2 separate regions of the Callithrix jacchus genome follow, and region 1 is linked to region 2. A link is a contact called in public Hi-C data. All regions are on one chromosome and are shown on one strand. The core of a region is the stretch at or near the end of the contact, and the rest is flanking DNA. Distances in the headings are between cores, read along the strand shown. Region 1 has its middle 57 kb from the start of SMOX. Region 2 holds the start of CENPB (centromere protein B).

Region 1 (7,093 bases), core at 4,430-6,929, 300 kb after region 2:
GAGATGGCACAGGCTCTGGCCACAGCACCCCACACCAGCACCACCATGTTCTGGATTAATGGTGGGGATTTTATCTCCGAGCATGATCTGACATGGTCTGACAGCAAGCCTGTGACATTCTGCCTCGGTGGTGTGTGTTGGAAACAGATGCTTAGTGGCGCAAAGAAAAATTAGCACTGAGACAAAGGATCTTTCAGCAAGGCAATTATGCTTTCTGGACTGCGGGAAGGGTACCCTCGCTAGCCATCTTGCCACGAGAATACAATGAACAAAAGAAAGCAGACATTTGGGGTAGTCCTTATTGCTGTGTCTGGGCTGGAGATCAATCTAAACTAAACAATCTAAACCAAAACCTGATTGGCTAACAACTTAAAACTTTTTTAAACAGGTAAAAACAATGGAGAGCTGGGACATGACTGTGAGCACATCCAGCACAGATATCTTGGTTAAAGTACAAGGGCATGCCATATACTACGTGCCTGTAAGCATGGCATATTTAACAGCTACGTAGGATACAGCTTAACAAAGAGTGATTAACACACTTATTCTTTAATAAAAAAGGAAACTTTAAAAAGAGACTTTTCTACTTCCCAAAGTGTGGACACCTGAGGCAGATGGGATGGATGTGGTGGGGAGATAGCCCGCTTTCTCACAGGCAGGAGGAACACGCCGAGGGTACTATGGTGTAGGGCCAGGTCTTTATGATTCTGACCATGCAGGGCAGCCTTAGGGGCTGTGTCTGCAGCACCTCCCTGATTCCCAGGGATGAAGAGATGGGGCAGGCTCTCCACAGCTCTGGGGGAAATTTTCTTCTCTCTTCTCCTCCTCCCTCTGCCCTTCCTTCTCTCTCTTGTGTTCCATCTTAGTCCATTTCTGCTGCTTTGACAGAATACCAAAGACTGGGTAAGTTATAAAGAAAATAATGTATTTGGCTTATGGTTCTGGAAACTGGTAAGTCCAAGAGCATGGCGCTGGTGTTTGACTGATGAAGACCACATGCTGTGTTACTCCATGGTGTAAGATATCACAGGTGAGGAAGCACATGTGTGAGACAGAAAGAAAACTGGCCGAACTCATCCTTTTATCAGGAAACCACTCCCGAGATAACTAACCCATTCGAGTGATAACAACATTCACCAACCTCTTAAAGGCCCCAGCTCTCAATGGCAATTTTCTTTTTTTTTTTTTTGAGACAGAGTCTTGCTCTGTTGCCCAGCCTGGAGTGCAGTGGCATGATCTCAGCTCACTGCAGCCTCCGCCTCCTGAGTTTAAGCAATTCTCTGTGTCAGCCTCCCGAGTAGCTGGGATTACAGGTGCATGCCACCATGCCATCTAATTTTTTGTATTTTTAGTAGAGACGGGGGTTTCACGATCTTGGCCAGGGTGGTCTTGAACTCCTGACCTCGTGATCCACCGCCTTGGCCTCCCAAAATGTTGGGATTACAGGTGTGAGCCACCGCTCCTGGCCAGGCAATTAAATTTCAACATGAGTTTTGGAGGGGACAATTCAAACTGTAGCACGTCCTCGCCTGATCCACGCACATTCTCTGGAGAGCAGTAGTCCCTAAACTTTTTGGCACCAGGGACTGGTATTGCGGAAGACAATTTTTCCGTGAACAGGATAGCGGAAAGTGGGTGGTTTTGGGATGAAACTGTTCCACCTCAGATCATCAGGCATCAATCAGATTCTAATAAGGAGCATGCAACCTAGATCCCTCACATGTGCAGTTCACAATAGGGTCCACACTCCTATGAGAATCTAAGCCACTGCTGATCTGACAGGAGGCAGAGCTCAGCTGGGTGGTAATGCTTTCTTGCTTGCAGCTCACATTCAGTTGTGCGGCCCAGTTTCTAACAGCCCATGGATGGGTACCTGGGGGGCTGGGGATCCCTGCTGTAGAAGATCTGACTCATTTTGGAGGGAGTGGTTCACACACAAAAATGAAAATTACAACAGTCTGCCCCTTATTGGCTATTTTGCATTCTGTGGTTTCAGGCAGATGCAGTCAATCACAGGTTGAAAATATTAAATGGAAAAATTCCAGAAATAAACAATTCATGTTTTGGCTGGGTGCAGTTGCTCACACCTGTAATCCCAGTGCTTTGGGAGGCCGAGGTGGGCAGATCAGTTCAGGAGTTCAAGACCAGCCTGACCAACATGGTGAAACCCCGTCTCAACTAAAAACACAAAAATTAGCCAGACTTGGTGGTGTGTGCCTGTAGTCCCAGCTACTTGGGAGGCTGAGACAGGAGAATTGCTTGAACCAGGGAGGCAGAGGTTGTAGTGAGCCGAGATCACATCCTTGAACTCCAGCCTAGGTGACAGAGCGAGACTTGGTCTCAAAAAAAAAGAAAGAAAACCAAAAAACAAAATGAACAATCCCATTTTAAATTTCCTGCCATGCTGCGTAGCATGAATTACCCCTGTATCTAGCATATCCATGCTGCATATGCTTCCTGCTCATAAGTCACTTGTTAGCTATTTGGCTATCGGATCAATTGCTGAGGGAGTGCAGTGCTTATGTTCACGTAACCCTTAGTTTACTTCATAATGACTCCTGAGTGCAAAAGTGATGATGCTTTACATCATCACAACGGAACTATTATTAACAGTAAAGATTACTAATAAAATAGAACAATCGTTACAGTTGTTCTATTTTATTATCAGTTGTTCATCTCTTAACTGTCCTTAATTTATGCATTACACTTCATTGTAGGTGTATGATACATAGAACAGTACATAGCATATGTAGGGTTTGGTACTATCTGCGGTTTCAGGCATCCACTGGGGGTCTGGAATGTATCCCCTGCAAATAAGGGGGGACTAGGATTTCTGTCTTCACCAGGCCTAGATGTGTCTTGCCTGCCAAAGAAAGATACAGTTACGATGTGACAATTATCCGTCAGCTGACAGAGTTTCACCCACTGAGTTGGCCTCCTCACTGTCTTTTATTTACAGGAGGCAAAATAGAGGTCATGGGTCAGTCCTCAGCCTCTGCTCCTCCAGCCTTCACTGCCTGGGAGACTTTGAGTTGGTGGGGAAAGATGGTTTCTGTCCTCGGAGGACCCACAGGGTCCTTAGTATAGAGCCTGGCGCTCCACAGGGGCCCAGTATTGTGTATGGGCTGGAGGGGAGCAAAGAGATCCTGCCAGAGAGGCCATAGGAAGACCATCGGGTCACAGAAACTACAGAAGGGCACACAGTAAGGTGGTGAGTGTGGGTACAAGGGAGTATGGGGGCTCTCACCTGTTCTGTGCTGGGATGTGGATGTTGGTCTTCTGGGAGGAGCAGTTGGGTCCTCACCCAGTTGGAGGGCCCAACCATAACCACAGCAAATCCCAAAGGCCAGGAACAGGGACCAATGTGGGGTCCAGGGATAAAAGCAGACTTCTGAGATATAGAAAGCCCAGGGGCTGGCCTAAGGGGCAGCTGATACGCCGGAGAGAGAGTATCAAAAGGGCAGAGCAAGTTCAAGTGTACTGCAGCCAGCCTTGGGACAGGGATATATAATTTTATGGGCCAAGGAGAATAGTGGAAAGTCCAGGTAGTCAGGAGCCCTTGAGAGCTAGAGGGTGAAGCTCAAACTGATTGGCAAAAAAAAAATAAATAAAAGTTTGATACCACCTGCCCTCCTTCATGCTTCACCATGTACACACACACATACACACACACTCACAGAGACCCACTTGTTTTAAAAAAAAAAAAAAGAAAGCTAGAGGGTGGTGGGCTTGGTTGGGAGCTGGAGATATATAGGTATCTACACACACACACACACACACACACACACACACACCATGGTTTTATATATATATATATATAAACACACACATACACAAATATATATATATATATACACACACACACACAAACCTGATAGATATGTTATATCTGATATATATGTTATATACATGCATATACACACACACACCCACCATGGTTTTATATATATATATATATACACACACATACATATACATACACACATATATACATACACACACACACATATATACACACACACCATGGTTTTATATCTATCTGTATATACACACACACAAATATACATGCACACATGCACACAAACCTGATATATGTGTTATACCCGATATATATGTTATATACATACATATACATATATACACACATGTGTACCTCATGGTTTTTTATGTATAATGGTGTGTATATGTGCATGTATATAGATGTATATCAGTCATTGCTGCATAACAATCCACCCAAACCTACTGGCTTAATGCATTAACCAGTTATTATTTCTCATGAGTCTAGGCTTTTGCAATCAGATGCCAGGTTGGCTGGAAGCTGGCTTGTATAGCGTGGCCACGCAGCAGGCTAGTCTAGGCTTATTCACATAGTGATTGCAGGGGTTCAGGAAAGCAACTGAAAACATGCAAGATCTTATCAGGTCTTTACTTGGAACTGACATACTGTCACTTCTGCCAAACTCTTTGTTCAAACGACTCTCAAGTCCAAGCCTCACTTGAAACAGTTTGGGAAAAGGTTCTCACTCTTTTGTTTGTTTGTTTTAGAGACAGGGTCTTGCTCTGTCACCCAGACTGGGGTGCAGTGGCCTAATCATAGCTCATTACAGCCTCAAACTCCTGGGCTCAAGCAATCCTTCCAGCTCAGCCTCCCGAGTAGCTGGGACTGCAGATGTGAGCCACAGCGCCTGGCAAAGTTCTGCTTCTTGGTGAGAGGTATTACTAAGTCACATTGCAAATGGAGGGGTGGAGAATTGCAGCCATTTTTGCAATCGATCTAACACAACACCCATTTGCGAAAGACAGAAACCCAGGTGACATCCTGACTTGTTCCTTCCACTTCTCCAGCATCTGCTGTATCACTAAGCCAATTTGATTTTCACTCCACAAAGGGCCCCATTCAACTTTTTCTGTTACCACCGCCCAAGGAGCCCTAAGTGATCTGTCTGGCTGGTCTACTTACCTTTGCCCTAGCTGTGCTCTGCTATCTTGGCCACACAGCAGCCTGCAGGGCTTCTTCAAAGACCCCATCATTTCTCCCTGCCCATACCCTTTAAAGACTGTATTAGTCCATTCGCAGTTGCAAGCAGCAGAAACAGGCTCTGACTACGGCAAAAAAAAAAAAAAAAAAAAAAAAAAAAAAAAAAATCTAATGGAAAGGGCGTATTGATTAGCTCACAGAATATCTTGAAAACTGGACCCAGAAATACAGGCACCAAAGGTAGCAGCTGGATGGCCAAGACCACTATGAAAACCATGCTGCTAGAACATCTTGGGGACACTGTGGCCATCACCACCATATTGCCAGGCTGTGGGATGCTACTGTTGCCACCACCAGGGTGGCAGGCCAGACTCACTGGCCTTCCCTTCTTGCATCAATCACTACAGGCTTGAAGACCTGAGTTTTCATTTAATTTCTGTGTTGACTCGGTCAGTGGAGGATTCCTAGGAATTCCTAGGATGGGGAAGATGCTGGCTATTACATTGTTCTCAACCTTTATTGTGTTTAGCAGGTTCCCAAAGCCACTGGGGGCTGGGTGGGTATCTTATCTGGCTTGTGGCATTCCTGCTGTCATAAAGGTTCTTTTAGTTAAAAGTCACAGACCCCTTATGGCTTAAGTGGTAAGGTGATGGGGATGGGATCTTTGATTTTTGCAAAGCTGTAAAAAGGAGAAAGTTAGTCTGGGCCCGTGGTGGAAAAGATGTAAGTCACAAGTGAAGAGCGTGGCTGAATGAATCCCCATGTCGTCAGGGAGAAACGAGAGAAGGCAAATATGTAAGGGAGATTTTCCTGGGCGGGGGGAGCTGGCAGAAGATCCCAGCTGCAGGAGGCCAGGCCTCAGGACCCCTTAGAACTTCACAGGCTGTCCCAGCCACTGTGAAAACCCTCGGCTGTGTCTGTTCTTACCCGGGAAAGAGGAGGGGAGAGGCTGGCTGGGGTCAGCCGCTGTAAACTGATAGGGGACTGAAATGGACACTGTTGGTGCCTTGCCCAGACCCCTTAGCAGGACAGAGTGCACCTGCAGCTGCTGCGCCTGTTGGGTCACAAGGGCCTTCTCTCTTCTCTAGGGAATTGTCCTTCACCCAGTGGGAGTCATACCCACTCTGGGAGCCTGCAGCCTGTGGATAACTGACATGTAAGTCCCACTGCCTTGCCACCAAGTGAGTCTTATCTGAGCTGCCTCCATCCAGTGTCCCTGTGGGGTCAGCCAAGGCTAGACACATTTCTGCCCAGCAGAGGGGGTGACAGTACTGTGCTGCAAGGGTGAGGGCAAGGGGAGCAGCTGCCAGGCTCTCCAGGCCTCCTTTCTCTAAGCCCCCACCCACCCACCAAAGCCCAGAGTGAGCCTCACACCTGCCCTGGGTTCCACTTCCTCCCTGCTCTTGGGAGCCAAAGAAAAGATGTCCCAGGCCCATGGACTCTCTTTTGTCCCCTTGTGGGCCCTGCTGAGAACAGCGGTGATTCCCATAGAGTTTTTCCCCAGCCTGGTTGTTTTGCCAAAAGTGGCCCACTGGGACTCAGGAAAGGTGGGAGAAGGGATCAGGGTGATAATTCGTAGCTGCTGAGATTGAAGGTAGTTTTCCAAGCAAAGGGCTTGACGGCTTTTTTTTTTTTTAAGACAGGGTCGTGCCTGGGCTCTTAGGCTGTAGTGCAGTGGTGCAATCATGACTCACTGCAGTCTCAAACTCCTGGGCTCAAGCGATTCTCCCGAATAGCTGGAGCCAGAGGCACATGCCACCATGCCCAGCTAATTTGTAAATTTTTTGTAAAGAAGGAGTCTCCCTGAGTTTGGTAGCTTTAAGATGTGGATGTTTGGTAGTCTTCCTTAGGAAGCCTTGGCATAATGAAGGCTAGTCCAGGAAGCTTGGCTAAAGGGGATGCTTGATGCTGTGCGTGATTCCTGTGGCCTCGAGCCAGCTACCATGTCTTGGTAAGTAGAGACTCAGAGAAGCTCCTGCAACCTGAAGGTAATGGATGAATTTAAAGTGTAATTACACATTCAAGAGAGCTTCACCAGCTCAAATCACACCGATCTTGCTGCCTCTTAAATTTGCACCAGACTTCTCATTTTACCTATGCAATCTTGTATTTGAT
Region 2 (6,486 bases), core at 854-3,353:
GGGTGCTGCTACAAATCTAGGTTGGGGGCACGGCTAGGTCCAGTGACTCAGCTTTGATGTCCAAGACCCCGAACTCCTGCCTGCCTGGCATGGTTCTTCCTGGTCACATGGACCAGATCATGTTCCAAGTGGAGGATGTGGCTCTGCACTCGCTCATCAATGGGGAAGGAGGTCAGGTACCTCTTGACCATGGCGAAGTAAGCCATGGCCTCCCCAAAACTGGGTACAGGCACCTCATCACCATCCTCATCATCATCATCATCATCGTCTTCGTCTTCATCATCCTCTTCCTCATCATCCTCTTCTTCCTCACTGTCCGACTCAGAGTCCTCCCCACCTTCCAGGAAATGCAAAGTAGGGCACTGGGCCTCCTCCTGGGCACCATAACCCCCGAAGCTGCCACCAGCCTCCACTACTCCCTGGGCCCAGTCCTCAGCTTCCAAGCCCTCGGAGGAGCTCTCTTCCTCTTCCTCCTCTTCTTCATCACTGTCCTCAACATCACCCTCCTCCTCCACCTCCTCTTCCTCCCCCAATTCTTCTCCTTCCCCCGCTTCCTCCTCCTCCTCCTCTCCTTCCTCCTCCTCTTCCTCTCCTTCACCCTCCTCTTCCTCTTCTTCTTCCTCCTCCTCTTCCTCTTCCTCCCCCTCACTCTTGAGGGAAGTGGTGATGGTGGCATTAGGGCCACCCCCAAAGCCAGCCTCTCGAAAGCAGGCGGCTATGTCCGAAGGCTCCACTGCCTGCCAAGCGGCAGCTACAAAGTGCAAGGCCTCCGTGAGACCCAGCTGCAGGCCTGAGCGATCCTGGCCCTCTAGGGCGGCCATGGCCTTGAGCAGCATGGCCTGGCGGTAGTGGCCCTTCACCTGCTGGACCACTCCCCTCTCCAGCGGATGCACGGTGCCCGGAGGGAAGAAGGCCAGCTGCACATGCCGCAGGCCCGAGGTGTCCAAGGACTGGGCAGCCAAGCGGCCGGCGAGCAGTAGGACCCGGCGAGACTCTGCAGCCATTCGGGTGTCCAGGGCCTTCAAGTACTTGGCCAGGGCCTGGGTGGTGACACCACCCTTGGAGTTGGCGGTGTAGTCGCAGGGCAGGCCTGCTTGGCCTGCGCGGGGCTTGGCCGACTTGCCCGCCACCAGCGGGGGCAGCTTTTCGCTGCCGTCGGCGTTGGCGCACAGCAGCACGCTCAGGCGCTGGGTGGCTTGACGCGGCCGTCCGTCTCCTCCGAACAGCCCCGAGGCCTGGTCGGGCAGGAAGTCGTACCACAGACTGGTCTCTGTGGCGCTGAACACGTCCTGCGAGGCATAGCCCTCGGCCACCGAAGGCGGCTGCTCCTCCCGAGCGCGCCAGCCAGTCGTGCTCCCGCCGCTGCCCTCCGAGGGCACCGCGGCCGGGCTGGCAGGCGCCGCCGGGGTGCGGGGGGCAGCGTTTCGCGAGCGGGCGCGGGCCACGCCGCTGCAGGACACCACGCCGTGGCGCCGGCGGAAGCGGTCCAGCCAGCCGTTGGAGGCGGTGAAGTCGTCCATGCCCAGCTCCTCGGCTATGCGCAGCGCCTTCTCCTTGAGGATGATGCCCTTGACCGGCAGGCCGGCAGCGCGGATCTGCTGGAACCAGGCGATGAGCAATCCCTCGAGCTTGTCGTAGGGGGACAGCTTGTTGGTCTTGCGGCAGGTGGAGGCCACCCCGTACTTGCGCTCCGACGCCAGGATGGCGCGCTTGTTCTTCAGGATCGTGCTCAACGTGGACGGCGGGATGTTGAAGCGCCGCGCGATCTCGCCCTTGCGCAGGTCCGGATTCTCCTCCACCTCCTGGATGATCCGCGACTTCTCCCGGAACGTCAGCTGTCGCCGCTTGGGGCCCATCCTGGCGCGCCCCCCGCCCCGGGGCCCGCCGCCGCCCCGGGGCGGGGGGCCCGGGCCCGTGGCGGGGGGCACCTGGCGGCCTCTCCCGCGCGCCCCGCCCGAAACAAAGCGGCTCGCGGGCGCGGCGGCGGGGCGACGACCCGGCCGGGCCGGGGGCACCTCCGGGGGCGCCGGTGGGCGCGGCGTCGGGCGGCGGGCGGCGGGCGGCGGGCGCAGGCGACGGCGGGCGGCGCGGGCGCTGAAGGCAGGAAGTGCCGCGGCGCTGGGAGCTGGGAGCGAGGCGAGCGGGGCGGAGCGGGCAGAGCGGGATCTCGCGGGAAGCGTGGGGACGCCCGGCGCCGCCTCCCCGCTCTCCGCGCCCACAAGCTTCCCGCCGCCCGGACCTGCCGTTGGGGGGCGCTGCGGTCTGCAGGACCGGCCAGTGCTGCGGCCTCCGGCGACCCGGCAGCGACGCGGGCGGGACGCGGTGCATCGCCACTGGGCCCGGTGGACAGCGACTTGCGGCTCTAAAAGAATAACCACCAGGGTTTTTTTGTTTTTGTTTTTGTTTTTTAATTAAGGTAAAAATAACCCACCTTTTTTTTTTTTTCGGAGACTGAAAAATTCAGGAAGTTAAAAAAACGCTTTTCACATCACCTGGAGAGATGCACAGGTAACATTTTGCTGCATTTCCTTCCAGTCTTTTCTCTAGGCGCATGTAGTTTTCTTTTTTAAAATGTATTATATAAAACTGGCATCAGACTGTGTAGACTGTATATCTGGCATCTCCTGCTGTTTTACCTGGCATCAAGTAGTGAGAATTTGGCCATATCGGTAAGTATCATTGCCAGCATGCTTTTTAATGATTGCGTAGCATTCCAGCTATGAATGAACACTAGCATATGTAACCTATTGTTACACACTTAGGTTATTTTTGTAAATCAACACTACAGTTGTAAATCTATTTGATGGTGCTAATGACATTTTTCAAAAAACTCTTTTATAGCTTTTATTTCAGTGATCAAAAGAATGCAGTAAATGGAATCTACACTGATTAACATTAGGCATGCACCTCTACCTGAAGCTGCTGTCAGATTCTGATTGGCGTAAATCTTTATAACTATTTAGGCACATCATTGAATTTTTTTGTACCCTGATATACTTGTAGGGCAAGTTAACTTCTTCCTTGTGGCAGTCTAATAACAAGAATTATGTTCACTGGTTAGATTCCTTTGTAACTAAAGGCTTCTAGACTCTCACACTGCCTACCCTACCTTGAGGCTATACTTAATATGGATATTTAAGTAAATCACCACAGAGGAAAGGGAGATCATCAAGAAAAGTGTACTCCATAAACACTCTTACAGATCTTTTTCTCCAGCATTGATAATCAAGCACAAGATAAGGACACCAAATTATTCTTCCCCACTACTGCCCTTTCTGATAGACAAGGATCTCCCCTGAAATCAGAAATGATTCCACACAAATGAGAAATTTTTACATATGTGGTCCCACTATCAAAATTTTAGGAAGCACTTAATGGGGCTTGGAGAAAAGCATAGTCCCATATACAGTAATATATGTCTAATAGAGTTTTCTATTAATTTGTCAATTATTTTCACAAGATTAGCATTAAAAATACAAGCAAACATAGGACCTTCGAGCTCTACAGACAAAAAAATTTGTCTGTTCATTCTCAGATGACAGGATGTCCCAAGAGTAACAAAAGTTGGGAGTCAATCTTCAATCAGCTGTTTTTTCAATCATTCCATCAACAGCTCTTCATTTCTTGAACTACTTTCCTTTTCCAAAGAGGTAAGTAATGCTGAGATCGGTCAGAAAGGCTTTCTGAGAAAACTGGCTTGGATTTCTGGGTCTGTTCCAGTCGATGCAAGATGAATTGGCTTGTATCAATGAAGCACTCAATGCAGTTCACAAAACAGGCCTCAGCCCGACTGTCCAACTTTGGCCCAGGCTTGTCCATGCACTTCTCCCAACAAAGTTCAGTCATCTGGTGCACCAACTGCTGGAAGCGCTGCTTTTGAGTCTCTGCCTTGATGAAATGCTGTAACTTCGGGTCCACTGCACCCAAACCCACCACAGAGGAAGAGGAGAAGGAATCCATCCCAGGGCGACCATGCTTGCAGAGACGAACTCTGTACCAACTAACCGACCTTCACCGCTAATGACATTTTTTTAAGTTCTAGTAGTCCCACAACCCATAGATAAACATTCATAAGGTCTTGGTTTGTCACTTTCTGGGCTCTGCCATGCGTGTGGCCATAAATGTATTGTTTGCACTTACAGAAATAACATCATGTATATGCATAAGTGTGAATCCCTGAAGCCTCCCTCTCCCGCACCAAAGCATAAAAATGCCAAGCTCTTAAAACAATGAATGTATATCAGTGTTTTAAAAAATCTCTGCTGAGTGCAGTGGCTCACGCCTATAATCCCAGTACTTTGGGAGGCTGAGGTGGGTGGATCACGAGGTCAGGTATTCAAGACCAGCCTGACCACCATGGTAAAACCCCATTTCTATTAAAAATACAAAAATTAGCCAGGTGTGGTGGCACAGACCTGTAATCCTAGCTACTCAGGAGGCTGAGGCAGGAGAATCCCTTGAACCTGTGAGGTGGAGGCTGCAGTGAGCCAGGATTGCACCACTGCACTCCACCCTAGAAGACTGAGCGAGATGCTGTCTAAAAAAAAAAAAAAAAAAAAAAATCTCTTAAGGCAGCACCAAAGGGAACTCCTGCAGTTAGCAGAGGGGAAGGCTGTGACCCAGGGGGACAGGCTGAGGACCTGGGGGTGGATGAAGCCGCAGATGAGTATAGACAAAGAAGACAAGAAGACCAAGGATGGTGCCCTGGGTACTCCAAGGTTAAGGGCTCAAGAAGGAGGCTGGGCACGGTGGCTCACACCTGTAATCCCAGCACTTTAGGAGGCCGAGGCAGGTGGACCACCTGAGGTCAGGAGTTCAAGCCTGGCCCACTGTGAAACTCCATCTCTACTAAAAATACAAAAAATTAGCCAGGAGTGGTAGCGCTCACCTGTAGTCCCAGCTATTCAAGAGGCTGAGGCAGGAGAATCGCTTGAGCCTAGGAGGCAGAGGTTGCAGTGAGCCAAGATCATGCCACTGCACTCCAGCCTGGGCCACAGAGTGAAACTCCATCTCAAAAAAGAAAAGAAAAAAATTAAAAAGGGAGGGAGGGAGAGAGGGATCAAGTAGAGACTCTCAAAGTGAAGGAGCCCCTGAAGTGAGGGAAAAACCAGGCTACTATGGCATTCTGGAAGCCAAAGGAAGGAAGTGTAACTTACTGCTGTTTTAGTGCAAATTTCTGTTTTCATGGTTCTTGGCCATTTGAACCCTGTGAATTTTCTAGTCATATCCTTTGACCATGTGTGTATCCTTTTCTTGACTTTTAGGAGCTCTTTACATGCTCTGAAGAAAAGATCCTTGTGAAGTATGTTGCAAATGGTTTCTCCTAGTCTGCCACTTTATCTAACAGCTTAGAGAATCTTTTGGATATGAGAAGTTTTTAATCTTCAATCTGTCCATTTTTTTCCTTACTGCTTTTGGATTTTGTGTCTTACATAGCGAGGCCTTTCCTATCCCTGAGATATAAAAGATATCCTTTTGGCCAGGCATGGCAGCTCACGCCTGTAATCCCAGCACTTTAGGAGGCTGAGGCGGGCAGATCCCCTGGGGTCAGGATTTCAAGACCAGCTTGACCAACATGATGAAACCCCATCTCTACTAAAAATACAAAATTAGCCAGGTGTGGTGGTGCATGCCTGTAATCCCAGCTACTCAGGAGGCTGAGGCAGGAGAATCACTTGAACCTGGGAGATGGAGGTTGCCATTGCACTCCAGCCTGGGCAACAAGAGCGAAACTCCATCTCAAAAAATTAATAAATAAATAAAAAGATATCCTTTTAATCTCAAGGTCCAGAAGAACATGTGGGAGACTTTTCCCCATAGAGGCCAGAGCACTGCTTGGTCCAAGAGGAGTGTGTGGTCACCAGGCAAAAATGAATCTAAAGATTACCTGGATGAGAACTCCTTGCTATGCCTCTTTTATATCCTTTTTCTCTCCTTCCTTCCTTTTTCTCTTTCTTTCTTATTTTCCTTCCTTCCTTTTCTTCCTTCCCTTCCTTCCATTCCATCCCTTCCTTCCCTTCCTTCCATTCCATCCCTTCCTTCCCTTCCTTCCTCCCTTTTCTTTCTTTTTCTTCCTTTCTTCTTTTCTTTATTTTGAAACAAAGTCTGTCACCCAAGCTGGAGTGCAGTGGTGCAATCATAGCTCATTGCAGCCTCATGTTCCTGGGCTCAAGTGATCCTCCCACCCACCCCAGCCTCCCTAGAAGCTAGGACTACAGCTACAAGCCACTATGCCTAGCTAATTTTTTTCTTTATTTTTATTTTTTTTTTAATTATTATTATTATTTTGAGACAAAGTCTGGCTCCGTCACCCAGGTTGGAATGCAATGGCATGATCTTGGCTTACTGCAACCTCCGCCTCCCAGGTTCAAGTGATTCTTCTGCCTCAGCCTCCTGAGTAGCTGGGACTACAGAGACACACCACCATGCCCAGCTAATTTTTGTATATTTAGTAGAGATGGGGTTTTACCATGTTGGCCAGGCTGG

The links. Hi-C and Micro-C count contacts between places; a contact is called where the count stands out from the background.
Region 1: a Hi-C map of skeletal muscle shows a contact between it and region 2, with 3 times the contacts expected there. The contact joins the enhancer-like site here to the promoter of CENPB in region 2. A contact is called at or near these places in 3 of 3 Hi-C or Micro-C datasets (induced pluripotent stem cells and skeletal muscle).

The regions. Positions count from the first base shown.
Region 1 is chr5:11,603,397-11,610,489 of calJac240_pri, forward strand. No RefSeq gene overlaps it. Among named protein-coding and RNA genes, the nearest start is that of SMOX, 57 kb to the right of the region's middle. Within about 2 kb of position 5,680, at least 1 of the 16 cell types and tissues checked has an H3K27ac peak or open chromatin away from gene starts, as enhancers often do. A contact at or near this core is called in skeletal muscle, where this site is marked.
Region 2 is chr5:11,308,831-11,315,316 of calJac240_pri, forward strand. It overlaps CENPB (centromere protein B), which reads right to left and starts at 2,104. Exons shown (of 1, transcript XM_008995698.4): 1 at 1-2,104. The coding sequence starts at 1,856. The coding sequence ends at 48. It overlaps SPEF1 (sperm flagellar 1), which reads right to left and starts at 502. Exons shown (of 7, transcript XM_035298276.3): 1 at 1-502. It also overlaps the pseudogene LOC108591632.